Linked DNA regions of Mus musculus: region 1 is linked to region 2. The links are chromatin contacts, called in public HiChIP or PLAC-seq maps. All regions are on one chromosome and are shown on one strand. The core of a region is the stretch at or near the end of the contact, and the rest is flanking DNA. Distances in the headings are between cores, read along the strand shown.

Region 1 (5,136 bases), core at 5-2,504, 120 kb before region 2:
AAGTCCCATCTTAGGGTGGAGTCTATTGGTTCTGCTCCTCTGGAGAATCCTGTATGAATGCAGGGACAGTGGTCATCTTTCCTTTATGGTGAAGGCCAGGCAAGCAAGGATGCAGGAAAAATAAGTTCCCCTAAACTGATCTTTCAGTGTAACAGCAAAATGTAATTCTGTGTATTAACAGGCCCAAGAGCATCACTATGTTACTTACATGTCTAAGGTCATCTCCAAATATGAAGAAAAGGTTAAGCTACATTATTGATACTCACATATTTAAAAGTAAATATTACCAAAAAATGACAAAAATCAAGATTTACGAGATAGCTACTTGGACTATAAATATATACACTTTTAATCATGGCACTTATGTGCTTATGTTTATGCATATGCTTATTTCATGGGAATACATCATTTGATGTCAATATGTAGATATTTTGTCATTATATTTAAAACACATCCTTTCAACAATATAGCTGGGGAGTGAAAATTTCCATGGCTGAATGGTATCAGGAAGGAATGACATTAGTCAGGCCAAATTATGGCCAAATTTCTCCTAAATAATTCTGTGATGAATTTTGCTCAGTGTTATAAGAGTCACCCCCCACCTCTGGCAGGTGCAACCTCCCAGAGAGGATGAAGGCTTAAGGATGGATGGTACAGGTCTGACCTCCATAGCTAAGAAATGCCCAAGGTTGGCCCATATGACATCATGCCAAGCTTGGCTTGTATGACATCATGTCAAGCACCAATCACATCCAGGTTTGGTAGCAGATACTTGATGGCAGGCAAGCTGTCTCTGCAATAACAGCATTGCTCCTGTTTTCCTCCATGACCAAAGTATTACTGACACTAGGCCACTCCATGAGGACTCTTTTGAGGGGAGGGGATATATAGGTATTAGTGCTGGGTTGGTACAAAATAGGATGCTTTTTCTCCTGATCCCTACGGGGAAAAAGGTGAACCACTAAGCAGCCATTCTACCCTTCAAATATGAGGCAAAACCTGGAGCAATAATTCTCAAGAAATTGTTACCCCACGGTATTCCAGGGTGGTGGCTGTCTATTTTGTGAGCACCCCAGAACCTTGCCCAGGCTTTAGACTTGAACGTCATGCTAACTGGTTGGCTTCTTTCCCCACTGGCTGAATTTTAGCCTCTTAAAGCCAAACCACATAAAACCCTCCGTTGTGTGGGTCCAGTGGGTGAACCCAATGTGGAAAAGCCTCTACTCTGCCAGCTGGGGCGAAGGGCTTGGGCCACAGCCACTAGTGACTCATCGGGTCACTTTCCCTCTTTCCCTTCTACTGGGCATGAACCCAGTAGCCCAAAACAGGGCCTATGAAGCTGTCACAGTCTGCTGTGTCAGTGACTCCAAGATCCTTTGGACTGGGACCATTGAAATGATAGACTGTGGCCATCATTCCTGAAAAACGCCCATGTAATGCCTGCTCAGGGAGCACTTCATTTACATGCCAAGCTCCTGCAATTGTGGGTGAAAATTAAGAATTGCTCTTATATAGGAGTTCTGCTTCCATTTAAGTGAGTTCCTTGTACCATACAGATGGGCCTGTGCGCTCATTTCTAAACCATGTGCAGTGTGACTTATCATGGAACCACAGTGCACTTTTTAAAAAGAACAGACTTAGTTCTGACTGTAAGAATGCTAATGCCAGGCGAAGACTGAAGCTGGAGCTGTCAATCAGACCGCTGTGCTTTATCTTGATTTGGTAAGCTCAGAGATGATCTATGAATACTTTCTGGTTTATGTGCCATTGAGCTGAAGCATAGGCGTTGGTGATAAGCATATACATAAATACATACACATATGTATAACCCAAAGACTCAAAACAAAAAGCCAGAAAAGACTAGCAATGGCCTAGGAGATCTCATTACAATGAAATGGTAAAACACAGGGAAATTCTTTTTAAGATTAATGTTCTCGCTGGGTGTGATGACACATGCCTTTAAATCTTAGCAGAAAAAGGCAGAACCCTGAGTTCGAGACCAGCTTGGTCTACCAAAGCAAATTCCAGGACAGCCGGGGCTGCACAGAGAAACTGTCTGAAACAAACAGCAGAGCAGAGCAGAGCAGAGCAGAGCAGAGCAGAGCAGAGCAGAGCAGAGCAGAGCAAAACAACAAAATACCCTCCCCCCAATTAAAGTTCTGATATATTGAAGAAATGACTGGAGAATACAACATTCTTCCTTTACATATTCCACTCATGGTCAGTACAAAAGGATAGAGTGAGAATCTAAAAGTTACTGCTACAAGGATAATATTAGTCCCTTTTCTTCTTTAGGCATGGTCTCATGTAGCGCAGGCTGGCCTTGAACTCTGGATCCTTCTTCTTTTACCTCCCAGAGCGCTGGAATTTCACAAGAGAGCCATGACATACAGCGTTAGGCATTTCTATTTCAGTGGGGTGTAAAGTTAGCTACCTTACACATGGGATTTTTAGACTGTTTATCTTTTAGTTGGGATAAGAAATGAAATAATTGTTTTGGGAAGGAAGCATACAGATTCAAGTTGCAGGGTGAACCGAGTCTTCAAAATCTGGAATGGAGATACCGTTCTGCAACTGCGCAGATGGCATCGTTTAAAAAATCAGAAAGTCTTCCACGTGCTAGAGAGGCGGCTCAAGGGTTAAGGGGGCTTGTTCTTGTAGAAGACCTGGGTTTGACTCCAGCACCCACATGTTGGGTCACACTGTCCAAACCTTAGTTACAGGATGCGTGTAAAACAGAAATCTATTTGAGCAAGTCATTCATACATACAATACCAAAATGTAAACAAAAGGATTTCTGTGAGAGAAAGTATTTTCATGTAAAAAGTTGGCTTATCTGTGGTTTGGGATGCACAAGATAGAGATAGGTGGATTCTAAAGTTGGAGTAATATTATGAGAGCGATAATTTATGAGAGGGGCGTGGTTGGCAATGATTTAGTATGTCTTGTAGGGCCTCTGTGCAAAAGGAAGCCTTAGTTCCACACCTCTGGTTTTGAAATGCGTTTCCCCTCAGTAATTATGAAGCTAGAAGTGACTCTCTGCACTTGGTTCGCAGAGCATTTTTCTGCTCACAGTGTTGCCTGAATGCAACACCCTGGGATTTGAATGAGTTGGGTGAGTGTTTTATTTCTGCTCCACACATCCTGAGATAGTGCGTGTAAATGGGTCTCCAGTTTAGAAAGCTGACTGAACACTGTGAAGGGATTTGTGGTCCCTGTAGAAAAGGTATTATAAAGCAGAGGAAGAAAAATGGATAATACAAACAAAACAAAACAAAACAAAACAAACCTCAGAAAAAAAAATTCCCCAAACAGCACAACAAAATGATTTTCTGTAGCCATCGAGAGCCCTTTAGCACCCTCAATCCCACTTGAATGGCTGTTCCCACCTCAGGAATAGCCGAGGACTGAGCTGGCTACAGATAGAATGGTGACATGGGATCTCCGACTGTCTTTCGCTTGCTCAGCTTCTCAGGGAGGGTCTGGATTTTTGCAGGAGCTTTGCACCTTCCTGCACGCCAGGCGCTCTGCATCCAGGCACTCTGTATCCCATCTGTCGTTTTTTATCCTCACTCCAGGCTAGTGATGCCTGGACCTCGCACACCTGTCTGAGGCCAGAGCCCAGAAGTAACGGCTGGGCGGGAGGGCTGTGCACCACACGTTTGAATGGACTCCATGAGACCTAAATCACTCTTCTTCTCTCCTACCACCTCATAAGGAGTTTCTGTTAGATGAACACTAGGCTTTGCTAACCTTCTTCATCTTGCTTTTCTATTTCTTTCAATTTTGCGCTTACACTTCCATCATTCTTGCTTTTTCTTCAGTGTTTAATTGAGATGCTTAGCTTATTAATTCTCAGGTTTAGAGCCCCCAGCATAGGCACTGAAGGCTATGTGCCTCTCTGAATTGGTTACATCTGAGATGCTGGATTTTCATTGCCACCACTGTGCACATACATACATAGACTGATATGATTTTCTCTCTTTGGAGTAATTAGAGGTCCTGCTCTTTTTGAGATGTGCTGGTGGGAACCAACAACAGTGCCTTGTGCATAAACACACTCTGATGGGCTATAACCCCGTCCCTTAGAAGTTTATTGTTAAAAATTCCAAGTACTCTGGATTTTCCCACCTTTTTGTCATTGACATCTAGTCTCACACCACTGAACTGTTCTGTGATAGAAATCAGGTTCTTTTTGATACCGAGGTTTGAACGTTTGCCCATAAGCCTACTGGCTTATAATTATGGTCAGAAGTTGGAACATGTTTCCTGTGTGTGCTTTGGAAAAAATTTGTGTTCCTTCATTTTTGGATCTGGGGGTCTAGTCTTACCTGTTGGCATTTTATCAATCTGTTAGCTCATCCTTATCTGTTTGGGGTTTTCTGAGCCATCCTCAAGTTGTCTCACTTACAAGCTCTTTCAGGAGGCTGCCTTTGTGGGCTCTCGCAAGGGTTCCCTGGGCTCCATCAATGGGGGATGCTGGAAAGAGAGTGGGAAGCCTTAGGAAGGCCAGGGTCTGAAGTTATCACTTAGCTCCTTCCGATGGCTTTTTGCCAAGGTCTGCAATCCCTTACAGTCTGGGAGTGCAGAGGTGGCCTAGTGGGCACATCACTGCTCACAGCTATGTGGCCATTCTGGAGGTCACCTGTCACAGTCCCTGTTTGTCCAGATTCCTTGCAAGCCCATTCCTCATTGAGTGTCTTCCTAAACTCATCTGAGTGTAGACTTCAGGTATCTGAGCTGTGGCACCTTCCCATACTGAGGGGTTTTCCACTGTTCACACATCGGTCTCTTGCTCCAAGCATGGGCCTGGAGCTTTTCCTAAGCAATGGGAGGGGATTGCCCTGAAATTCTCTTATCTGACTCTGGGGATGTCCCTTCTCAGAAACAGTTAACATTTGATCAGCCTACCGGAGACAGACTGAAAGTGAAATACTCTCCTGGAAGAACTGTGTCATAGGACAGCGTCTGTCTCTTTGACTATTAATTTCCCCTAAAAGTAACTTGGCATTCTTGAAGTAAAAACCTAAGGGTTCTTTGGGAACTTGGTTGGATGGTGTTTTGCTGGTACAAACATGTGAAGGAGTGTTTCATTAAAGTGGACACAGGTGTGAAAGGCTAAGGCCAACTCATGAA
Region 2 (4,721 bases), core at 1,948-4,447:
TCCTGAGAAACAATATCTGAGGTTACCCTCTAGCATCCGCATGTATGGACACACACACACACACAAACACACACACACACACCCTAAAACAGTTCTCATCCAGTCCCCTTTGATTCATGCTGTTCATCTCAAGAGACTTTTTCTTTCTTTTTTTTTTTTTTTTATTGATTCTTTGTGAGTTGTACATCAAGGATCCCAATCCCACTCATGTATCAGCCCTTATCCTTGTAACCTCCTTCTCAAGGGAAAATAAAAAACAAAAATAAACAAAACATGAAAAATATCTTGTCCTGGAAACTATAGTGTGTCATAGTGTGACCCACCATTACCCTTTTGTTCACACATCTTGCAAATGTTTATTTCAATGAGTCATTGGTCTGGTGTGAGGCCTCTGGCTTCTGCTACATTATTGATACTGCACCCTCACTGGGACTCCTTTCTGATATCCTGTTGTTGCCCCGTGTCTTGGAGATCCTGCAGCTTTGGATCTGAGGGACTAGCCCTTTTATATCCTCCAGCAATTTATAGATAAGGCAGATGCTGCAGTGGACCAACTCAAAGCCCTGGATCTGGGCTTCGGTGGTAGCTGAGTTGGTCAGCCAGACAGCTCTACTGTAACCTCACCACCAGAGCAAGCTCTCCAGCATTGCCCTGGCCAGCTCACCAAATGCTGCAGCCTCCAAGGTTCAGGGTTAGCATGCTCAATCTCATGCATTCAGGGAGGCTCACCCAAACCCATGCCACCAGGGCCAGCTCTACTGTGCTGCCCAGGTGGAGTGCAGAGCCCACTCTCACTTGGGAAAGTGCTGCAGACAGTGAGGGAAGGGGCCAACACTGCACAGCCCTTGGGCCTCAACATGGCCCAGGCAGCAGTCGGGCCCAGAGACTTCCACACAGTCTTTAGTGGTAATATGGGCCATGGATATTGACACAGACCCCTGCTACTGCAGGGCCATGAACCCAGACATGGCCCTCAATGGCAGCACAGGCTGGGACTTCACCATGACCTCAGGTGGCAGGGCAGGAGGACTGTTCCTCTCCAGCCTCGTGTCTCCAGTCCTGCCTCTCTTTACAATGCTCAAACTGTTCTGCTCTTTTCTCCTTCCTGTCTTTCCGCCACTCTTTTGGGCCTGTGATGGCTTCCATTGAAGGCTGGCTATGCAGCTGGCAGGCCTCTAGGTCTCTTCCCCTGCCTGATATGCTTAGTGTGGTGACAGGCAGGCTTCTCCCAAAAGAGTCTTATTCTTTCGATGCTCCAGGTTCTGGTTTTAGCTGGTGTTCAATATGGGATCTCTTATGTTTTAATTATGAAGGCTTTAACTTATGGAGGTGCGACATTTGACTTTTCTTCATGTTCTATCATACCAGGAAGTAGGAAATGTAGGCTTTATCCGAGTTTAGTGATGCCAAGGCTTATCAATGAGTCCAGCTGGAGATGATCCTTCCAGTAGGACACTGATTTCACTCTCAGGACTAGAGAGAGTACCGAGAACACCTCTTCTTTATCTGTTCCTGTCTCAGCTCCCGTGGATGCTCACTGCCTTAGCAGCTATCACACGAGGGTGACGACGCGGCATTTTTACGACTTGCTCTTCCCTTTATTTTTATTATCTGGAACCTTACAGACAAGTTTCCCCTCATCCGTTGTCAATGGGTTGCTTTGAAATACAGCTCATGTAACAGAGACAGAATAAACGTTTAAGTCTTCCCAGCTCATCTGATTTTTAAGCGCTTGTCTTTGAAGTTGCTTCAACACTAATAGCTATGATGTCATTGAAAGTAGGGCATAGGTAGGGCTAGTGAGATGGCTCAGCAGGTACAGACACTTGCTGCCAAGTCTGATGACCTGAGTTCTGTCGCTGGGGCTGACAAGGTGGAGGGAGAGAACCCGCTGCAGCAAGCAGTCCTCTGACCTCTGTACTTTCTCTGTGTCACCTAAGCACACCCTTCCCAAATAAGTGAAGTGATAAAAAACATAAGGCCTCATCCTTTGGACCAGAGTCCAGTATGATAAGAAGCCTTCTCAAGAAGGCTACGTCTGTGCAATACTAGGAGAAAGGGCCATGCATAGCTACCCGTGTGGTGTGGCTTGTTTATTCTGAAGAGTTTTGAAGGGGAAAAAAAATCTATTCTATCACCATTATGTTCAGAATTATTTATTTTTCAATTACAAAATAATGACAATAAAAATACCACATCAACTAGCTGTTCCTAGCATATGCACTTAAAGGAGAGACATGGCGGCAAAGGTGGGGTGCTAAGCATGAAAATGAGCACCCCTTGAACCTTGACTGAGCTCCACAGGTTCACAAAGTAACAAATTCTTTAGCAATAGGCACACTGCATCTGTCCCGGCCAGTTTTACATCAGTTTGAAACTGTATAGAGACATCTGAAAGGAGGGAACCTCGATTGAGAAAATGTCTCCATAAGGTCAGGCTGTGGGTCAGACTGTAGAGCATTTTCTAAATTAGTGATTGGTAGGGGAAGGCCCAGCCCATTGTGGGTGGTGCCACCTTTGGGCTTTTAGTCCTGGATTCTATAAGAAAGCAAGCTGAGCAAGCCAGGCAGAGCAAGTCAGTAAGCAGCACCCATCTATGGCTTTTGCTTCAGCTCTTGCCTCTTGCTTGAGTTCCTGTCCTGGCTTCCTTCATTGATAGACTACAATGTGGAAATGTGAGCCAAATAAGCCCTCTCCTCTCTAATTTGTTTTTTGATCATGGTGTTTCGTTGTACCATGTTTTATATTGAAAAGCGTTTAAATTAGAGCATCTCTCCATCCATTAATCGCAGTGTGTGTGTTATATACCCCAAACAGTCTTATCAAGATGTCCCTGCTTTCGTTGGCATATCTGCAGCAGCCAGGGCTTGCTATTCCTTCTCATAAAGGCTCACTACATTTTACCACACAGAAGTAATTTGATAGTGTTGGTGATTCCAGGAATTGAGATTTCATGAGAAATTGTTGGCAAGGGGCCTTTTGCTTTCTGGGATGTTTGCCAGGAAGTTTATCTGTGTCTGTCTTCACAGACTTTGTTGACAATCGCCTTCTTAGCAGGTGACAGGTGTGACCTTTGATCCCTACCTTTCATCGCATTTATTTTAAAACTCCTTATCTTATCCATGACCCTGCAGTAAACTTCAAACAGGTCTGACTGCAAGGAGTAAGCTTTGGCTGGAACCTGTCAGCTGGGCTTACTGGACCAGGTGCTGCCTACACTATGTATTGTCTTCTCAGAAACCCCAGGGAAATGGGCTGTGGCCTCTTCCTGAGTACAGGGATGTGAACAGGAAGTAGATCTCTCTCCTTGAGAACGGCAAAGGCCCATGAGTTTAGACTGGAAATCCACTGCTTTCCCCGCTGAGCAATCTTGGCAGGAGTTTTGTGGAGTCAGGGCAGAGTGACGGCAAGGATGGAAACAGGTCCTCTCTTTTGATTCTCCGTGAGTTTGAACCAGACTCTCTGCTCTGGTCTGAATCCTTTCTTTTTAAAAGGCAGAAAAGATAGCTATCTTAGTGGTTGTAGAGACTCAAAGGCCCTTAAAGACTATAATCTCTGTTAATGTGGAGTAAAATACTGAGCTGATATAGCATAGTGTCCCAGATGGAGTCAAAACCATAACTACAAACTGGAATCAGGGGTGTTCAGGCATTCTCAATGCACCCCATACGCTCTCTCTGGGTGCCCAGCCCTCCACAGGCAAAGGCTACTTCTCACAGAGATAGTGGGGTCTGGGATCCAGAGGCAGAAGGTTCGTTTGGAGGCTGACTTCACCACTCAAGAACTTTGTGAGCTTGTACAATACTTAACATTTTTCTACAGCAGATCCTTCACCTCTATCAAAAAGAGTATAATCTGACACGTGGTGACATATACCTACAGTCCTAGTTAGTACTCAGGAACCTGGGGGATGGGGGGGGCGGGGGGGGTGGATTTTGAGTTTGAGGCCAGCCTGAGCTTCACCATGAAACTGTCTCAAACAACAAAATCCCTATAAAACCAAATCCTGGGTATTGTATGAGTCCCAAAAGATGTTAGCTATTAAGTGCTTAGAACAGAGCCTAATACTCACCACGCAGCAAGCTGGCATTGCCTTTTCTTCTTCCATGATTGCTACTGACTGGTGGGGTGGGGTGGGGTGGGGTGGGGTGGGGTGGGGTGGGGTGGGATGGTCAGAGTTGGTGTGAACAAGGCTCATTTTACCTTACATTCTGGCTCTGTGAGTTCAGACTAGTCTTTTGTGTGTCTGTGCCTTCATTTCCTCCTCTGCCAAATGTAGTTAAAAATAGAACTGATCTCATAGGACTCTGTTGGCGATTTACTGAGGATCAATGGGAGACACCCTTAGCTGTTGCCTAATATTACCAGGATTTTGGTTGTGTTAAGTTAGGTCAGAGGGGAGGGGACTGGGAAGATGCCATCCTTTGAACCTCAGGGAATGGATAACACAGGCAGAGGACACAGGAATCATTTTGTTTTTTTAGACAAAGTGACAAAGACTGGAGAATAAACCTTCCCCACCATTGGAAGAACAAGGAGGGGCTTCTGTGTCTTAATACTGTACAGAATGCTCGGGTGGCGGGTGAAGCCAGAGGTCACAGCTGTGACCCGTGAATGGCTCTCTTAGGTGCCCTCACTCACTCATCAAAAATATTTTTTGAGCACCTGCTGTACGTTAGCTATCATTCTAGGATTCAGCTGGATACCAGACAATACTTTCC

What was found. HiChIP or PLAC-seq counts read pairs in DNA pulled down with a chosen protein or histone mark.
Region 1: a contact with region 2 is called in an H3K27ac HiChIP or PLAC-seq map of hepatocytes, with 3 times the contacts expected there. The contact joins two enhancer-like sites. A contact is called at or near these places in 1 of 39 promoter capture datasets (liver), 6 of 484 Hi-C or Micro-C datasets (liver and nephron progenitors) and 6 of 115 datasets of contacts at active chromatin or transcription factors (embryonic stem cells, hepatocytes, intestinal villus epithelium and 2 more).

Annotation. Positions count from the first base shown.
Region 1 is chr2:72,868,144-72,873,279 of GRCm38.p6, reverse strand. No RefSeq gene overlaps it. Among named protein-coding and RNA genes, the nearest start is that of Gm39849, 8.9 kb to the right of the region's middle. Within about 2 kb of position 1,254, at least 34 of the 459 cell types and tissues checked have an H3K27ac peak or open chromatin away from gene starts, as enhancers often do. A contact at or near this core is called in hepatocytes, where this site is marked.
Region 2 is chr2:72,751,252-72,755,972 of GRCm38.p6, reverse strand. The region is part of intron 4 of 6430710C18Rik (RIKEN cDNA 6430710C18 gene); the gene reads left to right. Among named protein-coding and RNA genes, the nearest start is that of Gm46747, 9.6 kb to the left of the region's middle. Within about 2 kb of position 3,197, at least 47 of the 459 cell types and tissues checked have an H3K27ac peak or open chromatin away from gene starts, as enhancers often do. A contact at or near this core is called in hepatocytes, where this site is marked.